Linked DNA regions of Rattus norvegicus: all the other regions are linked to region 3. The links are chromatin contacts, called in public Hi-C maps. All regions are on one chromosome and are shown on one strand. Each heading gives the region's core, a stretch centred on a gene start, on an enhancer-like site or on the middle of the called end of the contact. The rest is flanking DNA. Distances are from core to core; before and after follow the strand shown. Region 1 has its middle 310 kb from the start of Pvt1. Region 2 has its middle 300 kb from the start of Rgs22l. Region 3 has its middle 460 kb from the start of Pvt1.

Region 1 (3,158 bases), core at 159-2,658, 160 kb before region 3:
TTATGATCCTGTCTTCTGAGCCCATGCTTCTCTACTTCCTCCAGAGTTTCAGGATATAAAGTTCACCTTTACATTCTGTCTATATCTTTGCCCTCCCTGAGCTTGACCCCCTGCTTCTGAAGAAGCGTGTTTACACTTACTCAGAAATCCTCAGTTCATATCCCTTTACTTGCCCCTTCTGTATGATTTTTTTTTTTAGACAAAACCACAAACCCAGATGGGCAATTAGAGATTCACAGTGGCAGTAATTTGGGATGATTTTGGCTAATTGCTGTCCTGTGTGAAAGAGGGCATCGTCTTTGACAGCTGGCCTGAGCAATCAGAAGTGTTTGAGGAGAGTTTCTCTTAGAGAAACTTTGAAAATGGTGGGGGCGGGGGTGGGCAGTGACCTGCTATAGTTAGTCAGAATGTTCTATTTGCCTTTAGCCCTGCACTGGCAAAACCCTGAGCTCTGGAAGACACTGCATGGATTAAATAGCTCTTTGAGTTTGTGAAGTTATAGTCTCACTTACAGTTTAACAAGTTTAACACAGGTTGCTACTTTGACTGTCTCAGCTGAACTGGGAGGATCCCTAGACACAGAGAAGATGGGGAATTTGATGACATTATATTTCCTCTCCTGAAGTTCACTGGGAGTAAATTGTATGACCCATTCCTTCCCTCCCTCCTTCCTCCATTTCTCTTTTCCTCCCTTCCTTTCTCCTCTTTCTCTTCCCTCCTCCTCCCTCTCCTCCCCCTCCTCCTCCCCCTCCTCCTCCTTCTTCTTCTCCTCCTCCTCCTCCTTCTTCTTCTTTTCCTCCTCCTCCTCCTCCCCCTCCTCCTCCCCCTCCTCCTCCTCCTTCTTCTTCTTTTCCTCCTCCTCCTCCTCCTCCTCCTCCTCCTCCTCCTCCTCCTCCTCCTCCTCCTCCTCCTCCTCCTCCTTCTTCTTCTTCTTCTTCTTCTTCTTCTTCTTCTTCTTCTTCTTCTTCTTCTTCTTCTTCTTCACTTTTCTGCTTCAGACAAATTAGCACACCACCAGAGAAAGAGGAAATCAATTTACATTCTTACTTTCTTCTAAGGGCAAAAGAATACACTGGTTCACTCTCCTTTTCCATCTCTGCCAGGGTCATCAGTGGGTGGCGTTAAGTGCTATGCAAAGTCTGGGAAAGGTCTTGTTGCCACACTTTGTGCTCTTGCCTTTCTATGTGTGGTTTGTGTCACCTCTGGGCACTGTCCCCATTCCAGTGAATGCAGCATGCTGGGATCACACTGTGAAGCTGTAGGGGGTGTCTGAGTTCACATGTCCTGCATTCCAGGCAAATGTTTTTAATATTGAGCAATGCTATGATTTGCCAGGGTGAGGTCTGTACAATTGGAATGCCACTGAAAAGGAAAGTCCCGGACAGATAGTGACTCAAATCATCTCCTCCACTCACAATCCTTGGGGCTTTAATTCCTTCTCAATTCCCTCATGATAAATACAGCTCAGTGTACTTACTGACCACACAGCTCTTATTGGTTCTGATAAGTACAACTTCCCAAGAGATAGGGACGCAAATTGTTATATTTTGTTGAGTCATGTGTACTCAGCAACTCTTTCCCAAACATTGCATCAGTAATTGGCAGCTCCCAGGTCTCTGCTGGATAACACTCCATGCCCAGGAAAAGCTCTATCCATTTCATTTAAAAAAAATGGTCTCCCTCTGTCTGGCTGTGATAGCTGGCTCTTAAGGAAGCTGAATCCCCGAGGGAGCAAAGACAAACTGCATTCTCAGATAAGTTAGAAAACTATAGTTATTGTACTTTCTACCTACACTGGTCTCCTAGCAACAAGACAGCTGGTGGCTTCTACCAGGAAAAGGAAGCCTGGAACTTGGGGGAGCCCGTCTGAATTCTTGTCCGCACAGTCTGCTTTATTTGAAGCTTGGCTGCATTCTTGGGTGTGGAGACCCAGAAGTCCAGTCATCGGAACATTCCTTGACCTTTACTTGACCTCCATCAATGAGCAGATAGAGGGAAAGCAGACGGGAGGTGCTTTCACAAGAATTTTTTTCACAAGAATCTCCTTGGTTCAGAACAGATAATTTCCTTTCATTTGAGGAGGGGCAGTTGGAAGGCTGCCTATGACATGGAGAGAAATCCCAGAAAAAGCAAGGAGCTAAGTGGGTGTCAGAAACCAGGGGTCCTACTGGTGTCAATCTCTTCCTGAGGAGCATGGACAGAGAATTCTTGTGCTCTTGTTCTGACATAGTGTTGACTTTTTCAAGTATAAAGTAAGGGGACTGAAATAGATGTCCTCTCAGGGTTGTATGCCTATATGTGTTTTTAAATAATTTCCCAAATATACTATCATATAATCAGCCTTTCTGTCTGTCTCTGTCTGTCTCTGTCTGTCTCTCTGTCTCTCTGTGTGTGTCTGTGTGTGTCTCTGTGTATATATGTATCTGTCTGCCTGTCTGTCTGCCTTTCCATCTCCCTTGTTTACTGAGCTCTTACTATGGAACAGGCACTGATTATGAATATCATTTCACTAGTTTCTAATCCATATTGTAGCAACTACTCAAAGGCTCTCATTTCTACTTCCTACTGGAGGTAGGTTATAGGTCCTTGGAATGTAGGGACTTGTCCTAATTGTCCCCTAACCTTGATATGTTGTGTGGCACACAGATAAGAAATAACTTCTTTAGCCAAACAAATTCAGCACACTCATGTACACACGTGCCTACCCAGACACACACTTGCACACCCACAGGTGCACAATATACACACTTGTTTACCCACATATACACATTCAGATATCCATGCCCACACGGCCACATAGATATACTAAAGAGCAATGAATATCAACCACCAGTGTTGCCAGGACTTTTAAGCCAGGGCCTGAATTTTAGAGCCATATTGCACGGGTAAAGTACCTAAAATGATCTGATAGCAATTGGTCTTTCATACATCACTCAGTAGCTTCTACAGATACAGTTTGCTACTCTTCACAATTGTGAGGCTCAGTATGCGAGTGAAAACAACAGAATGGGGAATGACACCCAATAATGTAACTTTCACATCTCTACTCAAATGAGATGTAAGTTGATGTGGTGGTATAGGTCTTTAATCTCAGCCTGTGGGAGGTGAAGGAAGGAGGGTCAAGAGTTCATTGTCATCTTTGATGGAGTGGCAAGTTT
Region 2 (2,766 bases), core at 256-2,755, 200 kb after region 3:
TATTATTATAAAAGTATTATATTTAGGACAGTTAGTAATGTGTTCATTTTAGTCATGCATATTTTATAAAGCAAAGTATATGGTACATAATCAGTGACTCCTATTTGCACCATGAGTTTTTAAAAAGTAGTTTGGCAATTGATTAAGTAAAGAATGCTTGAGTGTTCACTTCAATAGCACATATGCTAAATGGTATGCATCTCAGATAGGAAATCAGGCATATTTGGTTCCTATTTCAGATCCAATTGTGCAGTGGATCAAATATCCCTGAATGGAATAGGGAAGGTACAAGTTATCAGCCTGTGTTTTTTCCTTTTCTTTTTTAATGATTTAAGAACATCAACATTTATTTATCATGATAAAAAGGAAGTGAGCTATGAATTATATCAAAGTGATAACAGAATACTTTCAGACCAAATTGCTTTGTTTCTGGAGATTTGCAAATGCTCAGATCTAATTACTGTTTCAAAGCATTGACATAGAAAAACAGTTTGTTATTCCAGGAAAAGTTGTTAAGCTAGGGAAACCTCCAAAAGCTATGGGTAGCTACTGCTATAACTGTTTGGTTGGGTTCACAAAGATTGTGTATGATTTCCTGTCTTGCCAGTTAATATCTAAGATCTGTAGCCTCTCTTGAAGACAAGTATTTTCATGTATAAAATATAGAATATGACATCAGTGATTCATATCAAGTCCTCACATCTTCTCTGATTTGGTGAAAAAGTTAATAAATTATTTTAAAGTACAATGATCAAAGCATATGTTACCATGTCATTGAGAAGACAGCCTAACATATGAAATGAGGGCTGAGACACTGCATGCAATATATAAAGAGCTGTGGTGAGCCTTTCCAGATCATCTAAGACACAGACACAGCTCTTCCTGACTTTGATTGTCTCCATTTCAGGCCTTTTGATGTGATACAATAATGGCTGTTTTGCTTCCATCCCAAAGTCAAATGAATGCTGTTTTTTGGAGGGGATGCGCTATGCAAAAGTGAGAACTTTGAGAGGATGTCTGAAATTAAATGGGACCTCTTCCCTGTCGAAGTGGAAGTACCTTGAGTAGTCAGAAAGTCTTCTCTTTGTCAACTTGGTGAAATGATACCCTTATGATCCTAGACTCCTGATCTCTTTATCTATGTGAATGAACAGATATTGATGGCAAGAATGAAGGGAGACTGGGTAAAAGCACGTTTTGGCACCTACTGTGTGTCAGATTGTGTCTCATGATGACATTTATTTATCATGCCATGTTAGTTTACTTTCCCTATTGCTGTGTTAAAGTTTAAGAAACAACTATGAAAACTTAAGAAATAAAGAGTTCCTTTGCCAGGTGATATGTTCCTTTTTACTCAGGAAAGCATTGGAAAAAGAGCCAATGGGTGTGTGTGTGTGTGTGTGTGTGTGTGTGTGTGTGTGTGTGGTGGTTCACACTGCATGGACAGATAGTCAGGAAGAAATCTAGGCTAGAAAGCCAAAAGACCCACTTCCTCCTCCAGTAATGCCTCACTCCCTTGAGGCTCTATAATCTTCCCAAACCATGTCACCAGCTGGAACCAAGTTTTCAAACATGTGAGTCACAGGGGATGATACAAAGCCAACAAGACAGACGTTACTTTGTGTGCAAAACAAATGAGAAAACAAAGGCTAAGAGGGCTTACATATTCTAGGCAAAGAACATCATGAGTACATAGGCCTACAGAAATTCCATTAGAACTTAAGATCCTATGAAGCAACACCATGGAGGCTTGCTGTATTTGCCAAGGTAGACTTATGCCATCCTTCATCACAAACTTAAGATTATACAGAACATTTCCTCATCCTTTCTCCTGGAACATACTCATTCTTGCCTGCATGTCATCTCACAACTTGAGGCCACTTCCGTGGTTAACTGGGAAAGGGTAGAAAGTGTGTCTTCATCTGGATTCCTGTCTTATGTGTCCTTCACAACTATGGTCTGTGGTCTGCTTATGTAGTAATAAAATAACCTTGCACTGAATTCCATCCAACATTCTCAGCAATCTTGAGACCCAAACGCATCACCTGTGGTTTGGCTTAGGAAGGCGTTGCTGTGGCAGCACCGGTCCTGACCATTTATCTTTCATTGCATTGCATTAATAATTCTCATCCATGTTTCAGTAGCTTGGCTAGCCGGCTCTCTTAGGGTGGTGTGAAAGGGTAGATCTATTCTGTGAATACAAAGAATAATTCTAAGAAAGAAGGACTTCTTTCAAGTTCCTTCGAAATTAAAGGGAGGGGGGGATATACAGCTGCATAGAGGCTTTGAAGATCCAAATCTCAGTAAGAATCCAGTCCTAGTGGAATACAGTGGTTGCTGATTTTCAAATGTTTTTTTTCCCTTCTTCTTTGTTGGCAAATGGGCTGGAATTAATGACTAACCAGTTCTTTTATCATCAAGGACTATTATTTTCTCACAATGACCTCAGAGTAGCCATGGCATTTATGATCTTATTCATACAGGCTCTTTGCCCAGAAACATAGGGGAATGAATCTTTCCTTAAAACGAAGAGTGTTACTGACTTCAGGGTACTCCACTTCCTAAGATAAGTTAGATATTTTTTCTGTTAATAACACCACATTTTAAATACATGAGGGTTACACTTATTCTCTGTCATTCTCTATCAAATGGCATGTCACCTCATTGGCCTTCATAAGACTAGGAAAAGACAAATCATGCCTTTCCAAGTGTTGCTGAAAGTTTTTCTTCTGAGTCTGCTAGAGAGGTAGAAAGCTCAGCCCGAAG
Region 3 (2,917 bases), core at 353-2,852:
GTGTTTTGGTCTCCAATGTCTCATTAAAGAGCTAGTGTCAAATGACCACAAGATTGGGATGCATTTTCCACTTTACAATCTGGCCTACAACATCTTGAAATATAGGGTCTAGATTCCTCTGCCATGTGAAGCTGGAAGCTAGAAGTTCCCTGGGGAAATGCTAGCCATACCTTATCAGTTAACTATTACTTCATAACAAACCACAACAACACTGATGCTTAAAAAGTAATTATTATTTTTCTTGAGTCTACAGTGAAGCTGGACAGTTCTGCTAATCCTGGGTTGGGTTTGGCTGGTCTTGTCTGTTCTTTTTGTCACTTGCCAGCTGGTGGAACTAAGGGATGGCGGGCATTATATAGCTTCAGAAAGGACTTACCCTGTTCTTCACCACTCTAGTCTAAGCTTGTCCTCGAGTTTCAAAGCAACTGAAGGGTTGCTCAAGGTCTCCACTTCCTCCATGTTTTCTTTCGCAAAGTCAGATCTAAGGACAGAGCAGATGCAAGGTTGGGAATGTGGGCTTCTTCTTCTGATGGGCAGAGTTGCAATATCATATTGCCCGAAGCAGAATAGGAACTGGAAAAGATACCATCAATCTATCAACTACCCTTGAAGCACAGATGGAAACTGATTAAACTCAGATGGTGAAAACCATAGATGGCTCCTCTTCTCTTAGCTCTTTAGCTCTTTATCTGATCTTTTTTTGCACGTGATACTGCCCTAGGAAAACTTGCCTAATCTTTGCTGCCTAGACAATTAAGGGAGCTGGAAACTAATCTTTGTACATACAAATCAATTTAAAGTTGTTTATTTCACAACTAGCAGTTCTTCAGTGCTGTATTAAGGTCAGAGGGAAAACAGAACTGTTCCAACAGATCTTCCAATTCTGGGATTCAATCCCATAGATCAATCCAGTTCCATATATTGGTTGGTAACTATGGAACAGACTGATGAATGGGCCCTTTCCTTACAAATCATTCTTCTTCGTTTCACTAAGATTATTGGAATAAAGTTTTTTCTGTTGTCAGAATAGTGACTCCTTTTCTCAACCTGGTATCCAGAGCGTCCATGAATTACTTCTAACTTCTTTCTCCTAGCTCCTGGCTATTCTTGTGGGATACTGTCCAAACACTTGTTGCATGAGAATCGTCAGTGTTTCCTAAAACCGTGTAGCTGCATCCCATGCAGAGAGTTAATAATGCTTCTCTGCCTGTACTTCTTACTCCTTGACTCTCACCATTGCAATCCCCTGAGCCCAATAAATAGATCGTTAGATCAATAGATCAACAGCCTCCTCCACAGACCTCCTTCTTCCTTCCTACATAGAATTTATCTCTTCATTTCTGTTTCAGCTTTCTACTTTAAAATGCCCCTGTTCTTGCTTTCCTTGTTAGTGCATAGTCCCTCAAGACTGGGCCTCAGTCAATCACATCTTTGTCAAATAACTACTGTTGCCTTATAGCAAGTCCTGGGCCAGCACAATTGACCTATCTTGAATCTTTCTTTCTTCCACCTCCTCTGGAGCCCTGCCTCCACTGTTAGAGTCACAGAGAGTCAGGCCAATTTCCTGGCTCTGTAGCCAGCTGAGTAAGCTACACTTGAGTTGAGAGTTGCGATGTTCTTTTAGGCCTTGGACTTGGCAATGCTTAGTGGCCTAAATAAAGTCACCCTCTGAAAGAAAGACCAGTGATTCATTGTAATTCTTCCTCTGGCCACTCTTCTGAGGTTTGAACTTCCATGGCCTGCCTGATTGTATTTTTAGAGAGTTGCAGACTTCTTTGGCTTATTATAACAGTTATGAATGGCCTTTGAAAACCGAGGCCCCTGATTGTAATCCAAGTTGTTCAGGCAAAGATTCTTCATGATCTCACATTTGAACCCTTTAGTTTTAGATGCCCTGCTTTAATATTCATGTGGAAGAGTCATCTTAGACATTTGGAAGCAGGAGAATTCCAAATGGGATTATAGCCAACTTTTCTGGATTTGTAGGTCTGAGCAGAAACTCAGCCTGTGCAAACTTCTCAGACTTCTAGGGATTCTGGCTGCGAATAGATCATGATTTGAGAAAAGCTACTGTTGAATTGTAAGCAACAGGCAACAGAGAAACACGTTGGCTTTAGACTGGCAGCTGATGTGATTCCAGAGATACCAGTGTGGTCTGTCAACCCTGTCTCCTTTCTTCATGCTTCTCCTCTGCTTAAGGGATGTCCTTTAACTCCATCTGGCCTTGTTCAGATCCTATCTATAGTCTTCCTCATTCCATCATCTCCCAGCTAACTGCTTCCTTCATTTTCATCCTCCCAGAACTACTCGGTGCATATTGCAATAGATATATGGTATTAGGATATGACTAGGGATACCTGCTGTTTATACCCTCTGTAGTGTCCTTGCTTCTGCTGGTGACATACTGCTCCTCTCCACAGCCTTGCGTCCTCCCCTCTCTCACCAAGAATCAGCAGTCAGGCTCTGCTACACATGGTTTGATTTCATCATCAGATGGGTGCCTGGATAAAAGTTTTATCACTCTCACTGCCAACAAGTCTTGTGTGATTTTCCCACTGTCACATGACTAACTGACCAATGTGAAGTCCCATGAGACTGAACTTGGTATCACGGTTAAGGGGTCACAAGGCAGTAGCTTCTTTCATTTTTATTAAAATGTATTAGTTGTACAAATACACAGGGATTCATTATATTTCCATTCACATGTATTGTGTGCTCTGTTCATGTTTATTCTCTACTACTGTGTCTTGTCTCTTTCCCATATAGTCTCCCTACTTCCTTTTGTATATATAACATAGATGTCTCATATACAGACATGTATGTATAATATAGAGTCTGCATGTGACAGGAAAATATAGGTATTTTTATGTGGTTTACTTCGGTCATGATGATAATCCAGTTGCTTCAATTTTCATGC

What was found. A called contact is a pair of places that touch in the nucleus more often than the background predicts.
Region 1: a contact with region 3 is called in a Hi-C map of the A7r5 cell line, with 2.3 times the contacts expected there. The contact joins two enhancer-like sites. A contact is called at or near these places in 2 of 12 Hi-C or Micro-C datasets (the A7r5 cell line and mammary epithelial cells).
Region 2: a contact with region 3 is called in a Hi-C map of the Rat2 cell line, with 2.3 times the contacts expected there. The contact joins two enhancer-like sites.

The regions. Positions count from the first base shown.
Region 1 is chr7:95,850,448-95,853,605 of GRCr8, forward strand. No RefSeq gene overlaps it. Among named protein-coding and RNA genes, the nearest start is that of Pvt1, 310 kb to the left of the region's middle. Within about 2 kb of position 1,409, at least 26 of the 93 cell types and tissues checked have an H3K27ac peak or open chromatin away from gene starts, as enhancers often do. A contact at or near this core is called in the A7r5 cell line, where this site is marked.
Region 2 is chr7:96,207,291-96,210,056 of GRCr8, forward strand. No RefSeq gene overlaps it. Among named protein-coding and RNA genes, the nearest start is that of Rgs22l, 300 kb to the right of the region's middle. Within about 2 kb of position 1,506, at least 11 of the 93 cell types and tissues checked have an H3K27ac peak or open chromatin away from gene starts, as enhancers often do.
Region 3 is chr7:96,005,654-96,008,570 of GRCr8, forward strand. No RefSeq gene overlaps it. Among named protein-coding and RNA genes, the nearest start is that of Pvt1, 460 kb to the left of the region's middle. Within about 2 kb of position 1,603, at least 13 of the 93 cell types and tissues checked have an H3K27ac peak or open chromatin away from gene starts, as enhancers often do. A contact at or near this core is called in the A7r5 cell line, where this site is marked.